2 separate regions of the Mus musculus genome follow, and region 2 is linked to region 1. A link is a contact called in public Hi-C data. All regions are on one chromosome and are shown on one strand. Each heading gives the region's core, a stretch centred on a gene start, on an enhancer-like site or on the middle of the called end of the contact. The rest is flanking DNA. Distances are from core to core; before and after follow the strand shown. Region 1 overlaps Rbms3 (RNA binding motif, single stranded interacting protein). Region 2 overlaps Rbms3 (RNA binding motif, single stranded interacting protein).

The links. A called contact is a pair of places that touch in the nucleus more often than the background predicts.
Region 2: a Hi-C map of uterus shows a contact between it and region 1, with 3 times the contacts expected there. The contact joins two enhancer-like sites. A contact is called at or near these places in 3 of 484 Hi-C or Micro-C datasets (adipose-derived mesenchymal stem cells and uterus).

Annotation. Positions count from the first base shown.
Region 1 is chr9:116,844,070-116,849,899 of GRCm38.p6, forward strand. The region is part of intron 4 of Rbms3 (RNA binding motif, single stranded interacting protein); the gene reads right to left. Among named protein-coding and RNA genes, the nearest start is that of Gm39449, 320 kb to the left of the region's middle. Within about 2 kb of position 3,507, at least 37 of the 459 cell types and tissues checked have an H3K27ac peak or open chromatin away from gene starts, as enhancers often do. A contact at or near this core is called in uterus, where this site is marked.
Region 2 is chr9:117,159,113-117,164,942 of GRCm38.p6, forward strand. All of the region lies in intron 1 of Rbms3 (RNA binding motif, single stranded interacting protein), which reads right to left. Among named protein-coding and RNA genes, the nearest start is that of Gm39452, 32 kb to the right of the region's middle. Within about 2 kb of position 2,204, at least 8 of the 459 cell types and tissues checked have an H3K27ac peak or open chromatin away from gene starts, as enhancers often do. A contact at or near this core is called in uterus, where this site is marked.

The DNA.
Region 1 (5,830 bases), core at 2,257-4,756:
TCCTCAGCACTACAGAACATCGCTCAGCCATGTACATACAACCAAACTTGCAATGACTTAATACCCAAGGGTCATTCTCCCAGCAATGTAGTATGACAGTTGAACAAGGACTGTCCCATTTTGTCACCTGGAATGTGGCTGTGGTCCCTCAGAGCTTTCCAGGGGAGACTCAGAGAGTCTGTCTTTAATCACACATTCTCTTCAGGACCTCTCCATCTCTGTCCATGTCATTTCACCCAGCCTCTCCTTTATTCATACATTCTAGCATCACTTCTGAAATAAACACAACACACTCAAGTCCTCCAGTCGGAGGTTGCTTGGGAAGGAGGTTGCTGACTAATGTGGTCTCAGAGCGTGTTTAGCATAGATGTGTACTATACAGTCATCTATAGGCTTGGATGCATGTACATATTTGATGAGATGCAGAAAATTTTACAGATGAAAATTGGGTTTGTCTTGTCTCTCAGGAGAGATTAACAGAAGTCAAGTGAGATGTTTTGTATTAGTATTGATCTTACATTTTTATCATTTAAAAAGGAGAAATGAAACACATCAGCATCTTGTACCCCTATACAGAAGACAATGAGGCAAGTGTCAATTCATATAAACATGTAAACAAGGCCACCTGTCATCTGTGAGGTGTCTGTGGCGTCCACCCCTCACACAAATCCAACTGATCATGACCTGTGGCACCTCCATGAAGCCTCAATGACCCCGTGCACTTGACCCCGTGCACTTGTGAATTCGTTATTTTCACCCAAGGGGAAAAAATGCACGCAGCAAACCCCAGAAGAGCCAAAGAGCATCCTGAAGAGATTTAAACAGGTCACTACTATCAATTTGCCACCAGCTAACTCATCTTTTCTGCTTCTTACACTCCATGCTGAGCACCAAGTATAAACGTTACATCGCAGAGGTGAGTAGGGGTGAGTTCACACCCTGCATCTGTGCACAGTCATGATGAATAAAACAGCTGCCTCCCATGTGTGCTGAAGAGCTGAGGTAACTGTTGCAGAAATGGTATACGATTCCTAGAAACCAGTAACCTATAATTCTGACTTAAAAGATAACATTCCAGTAAAAATGATCTCAGGCTGTAGCGACATTTTCATCTTAAAATAGTTTTTAAGCTACTTTATTTTAATTCTGTGTGTGTGTGTGTGTGTGTGTGTGTGTGTGTGTACAAGTGCAGGTTCAGAGGTCAGATTTGGTCAGAGGGCACTGGATCTGGAGCTGCAGTCACAGGTGGCCATGAGCTGCCTGATGTAAGTGCTGGGAACCGAACTCAGATCCTTTCCAAGAGCAGCAGGGGCTCTTAAACCCAGACCCATCTCTCCAGCTTCCATCCTTATCCCCTTAATGGCCATCATTGATAATTTACATTTCTAACTAACTCAGGGCTGGAAAGGACTAGAAGACCAGAGACTGTATTCATCACAGACACACACATTTCATGATTTACAGATGCGTAAGAGTAAAGACAAAGTGTGTGGTGGATACAGAAGGAAACAAAGTGTCAAGTATCCGCTCCTATGAATTCCTGTTCCGCCCCTGAGAAGTCCCATGGCCAAGGAGCCTCAGAAATCCTCCCAAGCTTCCAGAGGAGTTAGAGCAATGCTATGAGAGACCTTGCCAAGAAAGGCTACTACTGCTTCCTTCTTAGAGGTCATAGATTAGGAGTGTAGGGGTACTCATAGATACACTTAAAGTCCAAAGCAAGTTATATAATATATAATGATTATAAATTCTTGATTTACCACGGTACCCATAAATATAATTTTCCAGGACAGAATTAAGTTAGAACATACTAGTACATGGACTATGAGCTAAGCTGCAGAAAACCCAGTATCTTCAGGACATAGAAGACAGAGAAATTAATAATTTTCATGTACCTTTTGGACTTCTGCTATCAAAGTATTTGACATAAAATTGAAATTAAATATTTCACACAAGGAGAAATTTTAATTTAATATGACTCCATAAATTTGATGTTATTAAAAATGATTCAAAATGAAAGTTTTAGTAAGTGGAAAATGATGATATTATGATGGTAGATGGGGAGAGAGAAAAATAGTGTAGGGACATGATTTACTCATAAATAAAACAACCAGAAGACACACGCACACACATACAAACACACACACACAGTTGCTGTTGTTGTTTGTTTATATAGGTCCCATATAGGCCTGCTGACTTCCGTCATTATGTAGCTGAGGCTGCTCTAGAATTCTTGATTCTTGTATCCAACCTCCCAAGTCCTAGGATCATCACCAGGTCAATCTATGAGTGCCAGGGATTGAACCCTGCAGACACTCTACCAACTAAGCCATGCCTCAATCCCTAGATATCTACATCAGCAGTCGATCATTGCCAAAGTCATAAAGTATTAATATGAGCAGAGTCACAGCCTTAGAGAGAAAGCACTGGTCAGGATTCTCCAGAGAAACAAAACCCAAAGAACATATGCAAATGAACAGACAGAGATGGCTAGATTGATACAGAGCTTATGTAGAGAGAGGTATAATTATATACCTGCAAACTGGGTTTACTTTGAGATTAAACTCTTAAAGCCACAGAGGCAGAGTCTCCCCATGTACTGGCTGCAATCTGGAAACCCAGAAAGAGCAATGGTATAATCCTGTTTTAGGATAAAAGACAGAGATCCTGGGAGTTAAATCTCAGAGTCTGAGATCCGAGCCCTTCATATCCAAGGCTAGGAGAGAAGATAACTACCTCAGCAGCTACAGGTGAGGAGCCAATTACTCTCTGCTCTACTGTTTGTCCTCTTCAGCTCCTTAGAACATTGATGAGATCTGCCTACATCAGCTAGGGTGGAGCTTTGTGCCTCAGTCTACCAACCCCAGTCTGGGCACCTTTGAGAAACACCCTCAGACACAAGCACCTCAAGAATGCTTTGCCAGCTGCCTGGACATCCTTCACCCCAGTCAGGCTAGCACCTTACTCATCATGAGTAAGGGTGGTATGAACACTCTTTCTGCAAACCCTGACAACACCCCTTTCCTTTAGGTAATAAATAAGAATACAAATGATGGAAAGTTTTCTGGCCTTTTAAGTTGTGGTCTTTCTTCTTGGAACACACACACACACACACAAGTAACCATAAAATGCTCACCCAAGAGACCAGTTGCTTACAAGCCACCCAAAGATATAGGAACAGTTCCATCAGTTGGCTCTTTAGTCCCTTTAGTGATTTTGCCAATATTCACTTCTGCATTGCTCAGTTATGTTCTTGCTTTGCATCATTATTTTCCTCTCCTCAGGCCCTAGTCTCTGGCCAGATGTTTGCTCTAACCACAAAAGGCAATAGTTACTAGCTAATTCCCATGATGACTGACCTTGTCCAAAGTTTAAGACCATCCATCCTATTTATTAGGTTAAGATGAGGGTGTGCCAAAGATTAGAGAGAGGCTGTGGTCATGGGAAGACAGCGACCCTGGGAAGAGACCTGGACCCTGGCCCAGCCTCTGCCATCAGTTCATTCCAAGATCTTGAGTTAGCTGCTTGACCCCTCTTGGCACTGGAGTTCCTGCATCTGTTGGTGTAGGGTGTAGGTGGCCTCTGTAGTCCCTTCCGATCCAAGTTATTATGCTTGTGTACATCAAGCAACCTCTTGGGCCATGTTCCAAGTTCCTTAGAGACTAGGACCATGGTCAAACTGTCTACACTCCAGCCAAGCACACAGACGCAAAACACTGAAACTCCCCTTCCAAACGTAGTCAGAACAGCTCAATGAGCCAAAAAATGAGGAAAAAGATCATTTCTAGGACCAGATGAAGGGCTGTACTCGACAGTAGGCCAAAATCACATGTCAAATTTGTAAACACAAGGTCACAAATCAAATCCAGCCCCAATAAACAGGGTGATGTTAAGCTCTGGGTCAGGTTACATCTGGGGTTTGATGATGGCAGAAACGGCTGTCACCGCAGTTACTGCACTGAAAGAAACCACCTAGTGCTTGGGAAAGTTACAGAAAAACTTGGACTTAAAATGTCCTGGGTTCTGTTTATCACTGCATCAAGTGGGTGACACAGGGTGAAGTATGCCAGTTTAGGGAAAATGATTAGAAAGCAGAGAGAGAAAGGCACTCTATCTATCTTCATCAGAAACAGAGTCGCCGCTTTTTATAAGCATGGAAAGTTTTAGGTCATGTCCCTTAGCAGAAGCATGTCTCAAACTTTACTTTTTTATATCGACACATCATTTTACCAGAGCATCTTAATGTTTCCATGGCATTGATAGAAGAACAATATCCATGAGAGGCAGGAAATTCTTCTCGTTCCAGAATGTCATCGGGTTAAGAATGTTTATGGCTCGTGGATTAATTCTATTAAACAGATGATAATGGCTTGGCTCAGAGAATTCGGATTGCTTGCCTCTTTCACCACAAGAAAATGAACATCACGAACACAGACACAGCGTCTTCTTTCTTTACTAGCTCATCCTGAGTTTATACAGCAACGGTTAACACAGAGTAGGTCCTCAGGTACCTTCTGATGAGGGGATAGATTTCCACGGTGCACGCTATCACAGCTTGACTGTAATGAAAAATAAATTGGAAGTTGACCATTTTCACAGGTATAGCAGAGAGCACTCCATAATAAAACAGGGAAGGGAAGCTGCAGAGGCTTGATGACGTACATCCCTCAAGAAGGATGCTTGAGACTCAGCCTTAGCTTTGCTTCTTTGTTCTGGTGGGTTTGTTTTTAATGTTGAGAGGCATGACCTGATAATTAAGATTGTCAAGGAAACTCACCAGAGGGAGTTGGGACTTTGTTTCCCACCTTTGTGTTGTGGATTCCTTTTCCTTCTTTAAAGAAAAGATTTTGCTTTATTTTAAAATATGTGTATACATGTGTGGAGTGTGTGCATGTGTGTGCACGAGTGAAGTGCTTATGGAGTCCACAAGAGGGCATTCATTCTCCTGGAGCTGAAGTTACAACAAGTGAGTGGTGAACCCCCATGTAGGTTCTGGGGAATGAACTCTGAGCCACTGCAAAAGTAGCAAGTGCTCACATTGCTGAGCCATGTCTCGAGGGCCACTGTTGTGTTTAATGCAGCAATGAACCTATTCCTTTTGAGCAGGGAGAGCTCTCATTGCTTCTGTTCACTATACTGCAACGAAGAGAATGGGCAAGAGGCAGATTGACTGATGCTGTTCGCCACATTGGTTACTCCTAATCCTGAGGTCTTTGGTGACTCCTTTTTACTTTCTGAGTTTTAAGTTTTCACAGTCTGTACTCATTACTTGTCTATTGCCGTGATTGAAACATCATTAGCAAGACAACTTACAAAAAAAAGTTCATTTTGGTTTATGATTCTTGAGCATTAAGTATCCATGATGGAGTGTGGCCATGGTGGCAGGCAGGCAAGGTGACTGCAGCTGGCTCAAGAGCTCATACCTTAACCACAAACAAGAAGCAGAGAAGGAAAACCTGAGATGGTGTCATTCTTTCAACTTTCAAAGGCTGCCCCTGGTGACATACTTCCTCCCCAAAGGCTGCCCCTGATGACGTACTTCCTCCAACAAGGCCACTCCTCCTAGACTTCCCAAAATAATACCACCATCTGTAGACACAGTACTCAAGTACCAGAGCATATGGTTGTTCTCATTCATACCACATAGACTCGCTGTGAGTTTCCTATGGAGGCTTTGAGATGAATAAGAGAAAATATATGCAGAGGACCACGCAGTACATGAACAGAGAGACCATGTCGAGGGGCAGGACCTGGATCTTGCCAGAGCCAAAATATTATCTACAACTGACACTGAAACGAAAAATATACGGAAATTCAGCCTCTTGGTGAGTAT
Region 2 (5,830 bases), core at 954-3,453, 310 kb after region 1:
GAACATGATGGTGACATGATAGGACATGATAGAACATGATGGGGACATGATAGGACATGATGGGGACATGATAGGACATGATGAGGACATGATAGGACATGATGGTGACATGATGGGGACATGATAGGACATGATGGGGACATGATAGGACATGATGGGGACATGATAGGACAGATGGGGATATGATGGAAATAAGATGGAACATGATGAGGACATGATGAAGACATGATAGAACATGATTGTGACATGATAGGACATGATACAACATGATGGGGACATGATAGGACATGATAGGGACATGATAAGACATGATAAGGATATGATGAAGACATGACAGGACATGATGGGTCTTGATAGGACATGATTAGGATATGATAGGACATGATAGGACATGATAGGACATGATGGGGACATAATGGGGACATGACAGGACATGATGGGGACATAATAGGAACATAATAAGGAATGATGGAGACATGCTGGGGACATCATGAAGACAAATGTAGTGGACAAGTATTAGAATTTTAAAACATTTTAAACAAAATTAAAACAATGTTTTTGTAAGACTTTATTTATGAATATTTACTAAATTTGTTTCAATTTGACTCCTGTGTGTACTTGTGTGTGTGTACATGTCTGTGTATGTGTGTATACATGTGCAGAAGCCAAATGACAAACTTGGATATTGTTTATCAGAAGCCATTTACAAGGTCTCACTAAGACTGGGGATCACTGACTTAGGCTAGGCTGGTGGCTGCCTCTGCCTCCCTCCCAGTGGTGGGATTAGGAGTACATAGCTCACCTGTCTTGGCATTGTACTATCTGAGTTATCTCTCTGGCCCTTTAACACTTTAATTGAATTATATGTACATACCACCTATAGTCAATTGAAACACCCAAAACTTCTGTGTGCCTCTGTGGTCCCCCTCTCCTTAACTGGGCATTTTCTTAGTCTCTGTCCATTTTTCTTTTATATAAAACAATAGTCTTTGAATTCCACCCACCTAAAGAAACACAAAAGCATCTTTATTACTTTAAAAGTGTTCAAGGACTCTCTCTATTCCCTTCCCCCATCTCTCTCCACGTGCTCATGGCTGGCCTCTACTTCTCTACTTTCTCTGCTAGCCTCTCAACTCCCATTCTCATGCCCTGAATAAACTCTATTCTATACTCAAAAAAAAAAAAAAAAGTGTTCAAGGAACAAATGACTTTTTGCATAAGTGGATGCATACATACATGCACACAAGAATGAATGAATCTTCTAATGGTGAAAGAGATATGGCAAGATGAAAACTGTTTTAATTCATTTTGTATGCGGAACGGTCTGGTACACCATCAGCCCTTCCAAGTTCTGGGGTGATCGAGTGTCTGGCTTAACTTTCTCCTCCTGATAGCATCACTTTGAACTCTCTGCAGGCTTCCCTGCAAAAACCAGATCACCAGCAATGTCTTCCTTCAACTTCAGAAACCACACTTGCTTATGGTAGCACCTGCCTCCCATAGGTGTAACAGTGCCCCATTTCCACACATATTTATTCACACAAACAATAATGTCACATGTTCTATATGGTTCTGCGTGCCTGCTGTTTGCTCTCAGAGACAATGGTCACATTTCTGACTTAGCAAACTGTGCACATGTCTGGGTGTCTTCAACATAACTGTAGGGATGTAAGTCAGATTCACTGTAATGAATGAACTAACCTGGCCCATCAAGAGCAAGCTTCACAGGGATTGCTCCAGTCCTTTGGAAACCAATCCATCTCTCTTTCCATTGCAAAAAAAGGAGCTATTTAAATGTGTCACTTGTAGCTCCCTTTGGCCTGCCTGCCTTCTCCCTGGCCATCCAAGAAAGGCCTATGAATCTCCCAACCCCTAGGCATGTTGGTACATTCTTGGGTGGGGAGGGGGAATACAGATGTGGGCACATAGGCACAACCCTTTAGAGAACTACCTCTCTCTTAATTTAAAATTTGATTTTAAAAGCCTGACATCTTGGGCATGCTGACCCAGCTCGTTGCCAGGAGGCTGAAGAAAAGAAACATAAAACACAGAATCGCGAACCTAGTGTCCACCATCCTGACATTCAGCCATGTTTATAGCTATCCTGCAAAATGTCAGCCCCCCCCCCCCATAGCTGGAGATGCTTCCTTCTCTGAGCCTTTCTACCCTCTGCCACACAGTCCAACTTCAAACGGCCGCCAGTAAACGGCACTCTCCCAGCTCCAGCCCAGGCTGGATTCCAATCAACTTCTTGTAAATACCATTGAGCAAATCCATACCCTATGGGTTGTTTTTCATGGGCCTCTGGCCAAACGCTATTCACTGGGTCATTTATTATTTCTAGAAAAAAATGGAAACAATCCACACTAATAGTATAAATTATTGCACATCTTGAAGCAAGGCTCAAGCCTTCTTGTTGATTTAACAAAGGAACAGAAAAGAACCTTTGGTTGTCACACCCCCACACTGATTTATTAGACACTGTGATGCAGGAGTCAGAGAAGGGGAAGCACGGGGGGTGGAGGGTTGTATCACACCACCAGGATGTGTCCTAAAATCCTGGCACAACAATCTGGAGGACGGGTGAGACTGCATCCCAGGAAGACTACAGCAGAGATTTAAAGTCCAACAGATCAATACAAGCTGTATGTTTACCAAAAGAGAGGAAACCCCAGTTGTTCTAGAACAAACACAGAAGAGAGATGTCCAGATTAAATGGCATTTTCTACCATTGTTAAGTAGCTAATTCGATATTATCAGATTTGGGCCAACACAACGGCTTAGAGACCAAAGGTACCTGCCAACCTGGTAGCCAGCCTGAGGCCCTGAGTTCAATCCCTGGACCTGATGCATGTGATTCCCGACTCCTGTGAGTCGTTTTCCGACCTCCATACATGTGTGTGTCTCCATACACACATGTGTCTCCAGCATAAACACATCTGAAAGGTTAGATATTGGCAGCCTTGATGAGCATCTTGAGCCCAGGTCTCACATAGCTCAGAACACCAGTATGTGACACTGAAGGACTTCATTTGCTTGTCAAAAGGACAGGGTTTGAGTCCTATTGCTGGTCCTAAGTGAAGACATGACATTCTAAGTTGATTAGAACTCCTGCAATCACTGCTCAGCTGGGGGTTTTCGAGTAGAGAGCAAGGACGGGCCATTGACTTTTCACAGGAAGAGTTAATACAAGTGATCTGTCAATCATCCATCATCTACTCTAGAGACTTTACAAACAGGATAAAGCTGGCTCAAAATGTGGGTCGCCACAGTGACTGATCCTTTGGACATTGCCCACTGTCATCCTTGGGGGAGTTCCCTTGACCTGTAATTAATCCTACCTATCTTCTGCCTTTGCTCTCTCTCTCTCTCTCTCTCTCTCTCTCTCTCTCTCTCTCTCTCAATCTCTCTCTCAATCTCTCTCTCTCTCTCAATCTCTCTCTCTCTCAATCTCTCTCTCTCTCTCAATCTCTCTCTCTCTCTCTCTCTCTCTCTCTCTCTCTCTCCTCTCTCTCTCTCTCTCTCTCTCTCTCTCTCTCAGATAGATCTCCTAAAGTCCAGGTTGACCTCCAACTCTATGTAATCAGTTGTGATCCTGAACTTCTGGCTTTACCACATGGTCATGTGAATACTTCCTATGCAGACCACAAGGGCCAGTGCACCAAGGTGATGGCCTAAGGACAGTTTGCTTACATAAATCTTAGGCCATGGAATACGGGATAGTTCGTGTTTCTCAAACAGACTCATGGACTCATACTCATAGACATAGAATAACCCAAGTGAAATCAAGAGGCAGTTGCCATTAAACCTTCAAGTCTTTATGTTATGATCCAAAGGCTGGGAGCTAAGTGGTGCACACTCCCAAATCTCTCTCAGCCACCCATCACCACCTGAGATTCAGGGTCAATATGACTGAGGTCACATAGCACCAGGCTCACCGTAACTGAACCTACTTCCTGAAGGTGCGCAGTGAACAGAATGTAGTCCCCTCCCCGAGAAACCTTTAAGAGTAGACACTTTGCTTTGTCTACTGAGAACAAGCATCTTGCTTGGGATCCCCGCTGAACCCCCATTGTGTCCCATGGACAATGGTAACAATAACAAGCCCTTAGCCTGAAGGGCAGATCAAGGCCTCTTTCTCCACACCCCACCCCCACTCCATCCTCTCCTCTGGTAAAACCTATTAGGTCACCCTCGAGTCTGAGAGAGGGAGGAGGAGAGGAGAAAAGGCAGACAGCCTGGCTGCCAGAGCTCTCTAAGGCAGCTGGAGCCTTCCCAGAACTCTGCTCTGTCGTCAGCTTTGTCTGTCTGTCAGCCCCGCATGCAGGGCAGGAAAGCCGCAAGGCCATTTCTCTGCTGTTTGTCAGAGGATCATGAATTTGGGCTTTGGGATGATGACTTCCACAAGCCTGATGCTGCCTGCACCGAATCTCCCCATTAATTAGGTTGGAGCATAGGGGAGGGGCCGGGCATTAACGTGTCAGAGAGAACTTATTTTCTGAGCACAGTTATCTGCAAATCCTGGGTTGGAATTAGAGAATGAGACAGCAATGGCTGCCACTAAAAGCACCCATGATCACCATTCTGGGACCCTGTTCCCAGACTGCACAAGTTCGACCCAGACAAAAATCTCAGCATGGAGAAGGGGAAGTGGGCATAAAGGTCGTGTCGTTTGTTTTTTGTAGTTGTTTTTTGTTTGTTTACTCTTTTCATAGTTTTGGTTTTACTAGCCGCTCCTAGACTCTCATTGTAAAGCAGAGATGTGAAAGCCCAGGGTGAATTCACTCATCAGATGCCCCTGGACACACAGGACTACCAGGTACTGGGAATGAGAGGTGTTAACCATTCCCCAGCCCGCTAAGATAAACATAGACCCATCTACTGTGTTTGCTGTGTGTGGGCCTTCCACATCTTGGCGAGGCCAAGTCCATCTTCTCAGGTGACAGGCACAAACTCAGTGGGGATTCCTGCTCCACCAACCCACAACACCCTTACATCCCAGACCTTGCGTGTCTTTTCTGTCAATCACTGCTATTGTAGACTCGAGCCTCACTTGTGTGAGCTGTGTGTGTGTGTGTGTGTCTGTGTGTGTGCATGTGCATACCTGTTTGGCTATAGGTGCCCATTCTTCTGCATGTGGTGGCTGGAGGAGAGCTTTGGGCATCTTTATCACTTTTTGTGATATATGTGTGTGTGTGTGTGTGTGTGTGTGTGTGTGTGTGTGTGTGGTATGTGTATACACACATATATACATACATACATATGACAGGATCTCTCCTGCACTTGAAGTTCACTATTTCAAATAGGTTGGCTGGCCAGCAAGCTCCCAGTATCTCCCTGTCTACACCACCCCCACCTCCAGGCCCTGGGGTTCTTGGCTTACACAGCCATGTCCAGCATTTACTTGAGTGCTGAGGATTCAAATGTCACCATACATCCCCTTGAGACATGGCAAGGACTCTCACCCTGAGTCACCTCCCTGCCTTCACTCCTAGTGTCTAACTGCTGCTGCAATCAGGTGGAAATTTCTCGGCTCTGACAGAGAGTCATCCAAATTGGGGCCTCTTAAATACCCTCCCAAGGCAGTTTTCACACTAGCAAAGAGTGTGGTTTCAACGTGACCAATGTGTAAAGTGGTCTTTAAAAGAATACACTGCAAAAGTTCACTTACTTTCGCCAGGGTAGAAATCTTGGGCATTGTTCTGTAGACGTTTGGACACACTCCACTCAGTATTTCCTTTCATGTGTTGGCTTAGAACAGAGCAGGAAAGCATAATAAAATAAAGCCCCCCCCCCCCCCGAGCGGCCTTCCTGATCAGTAATAGTCTAA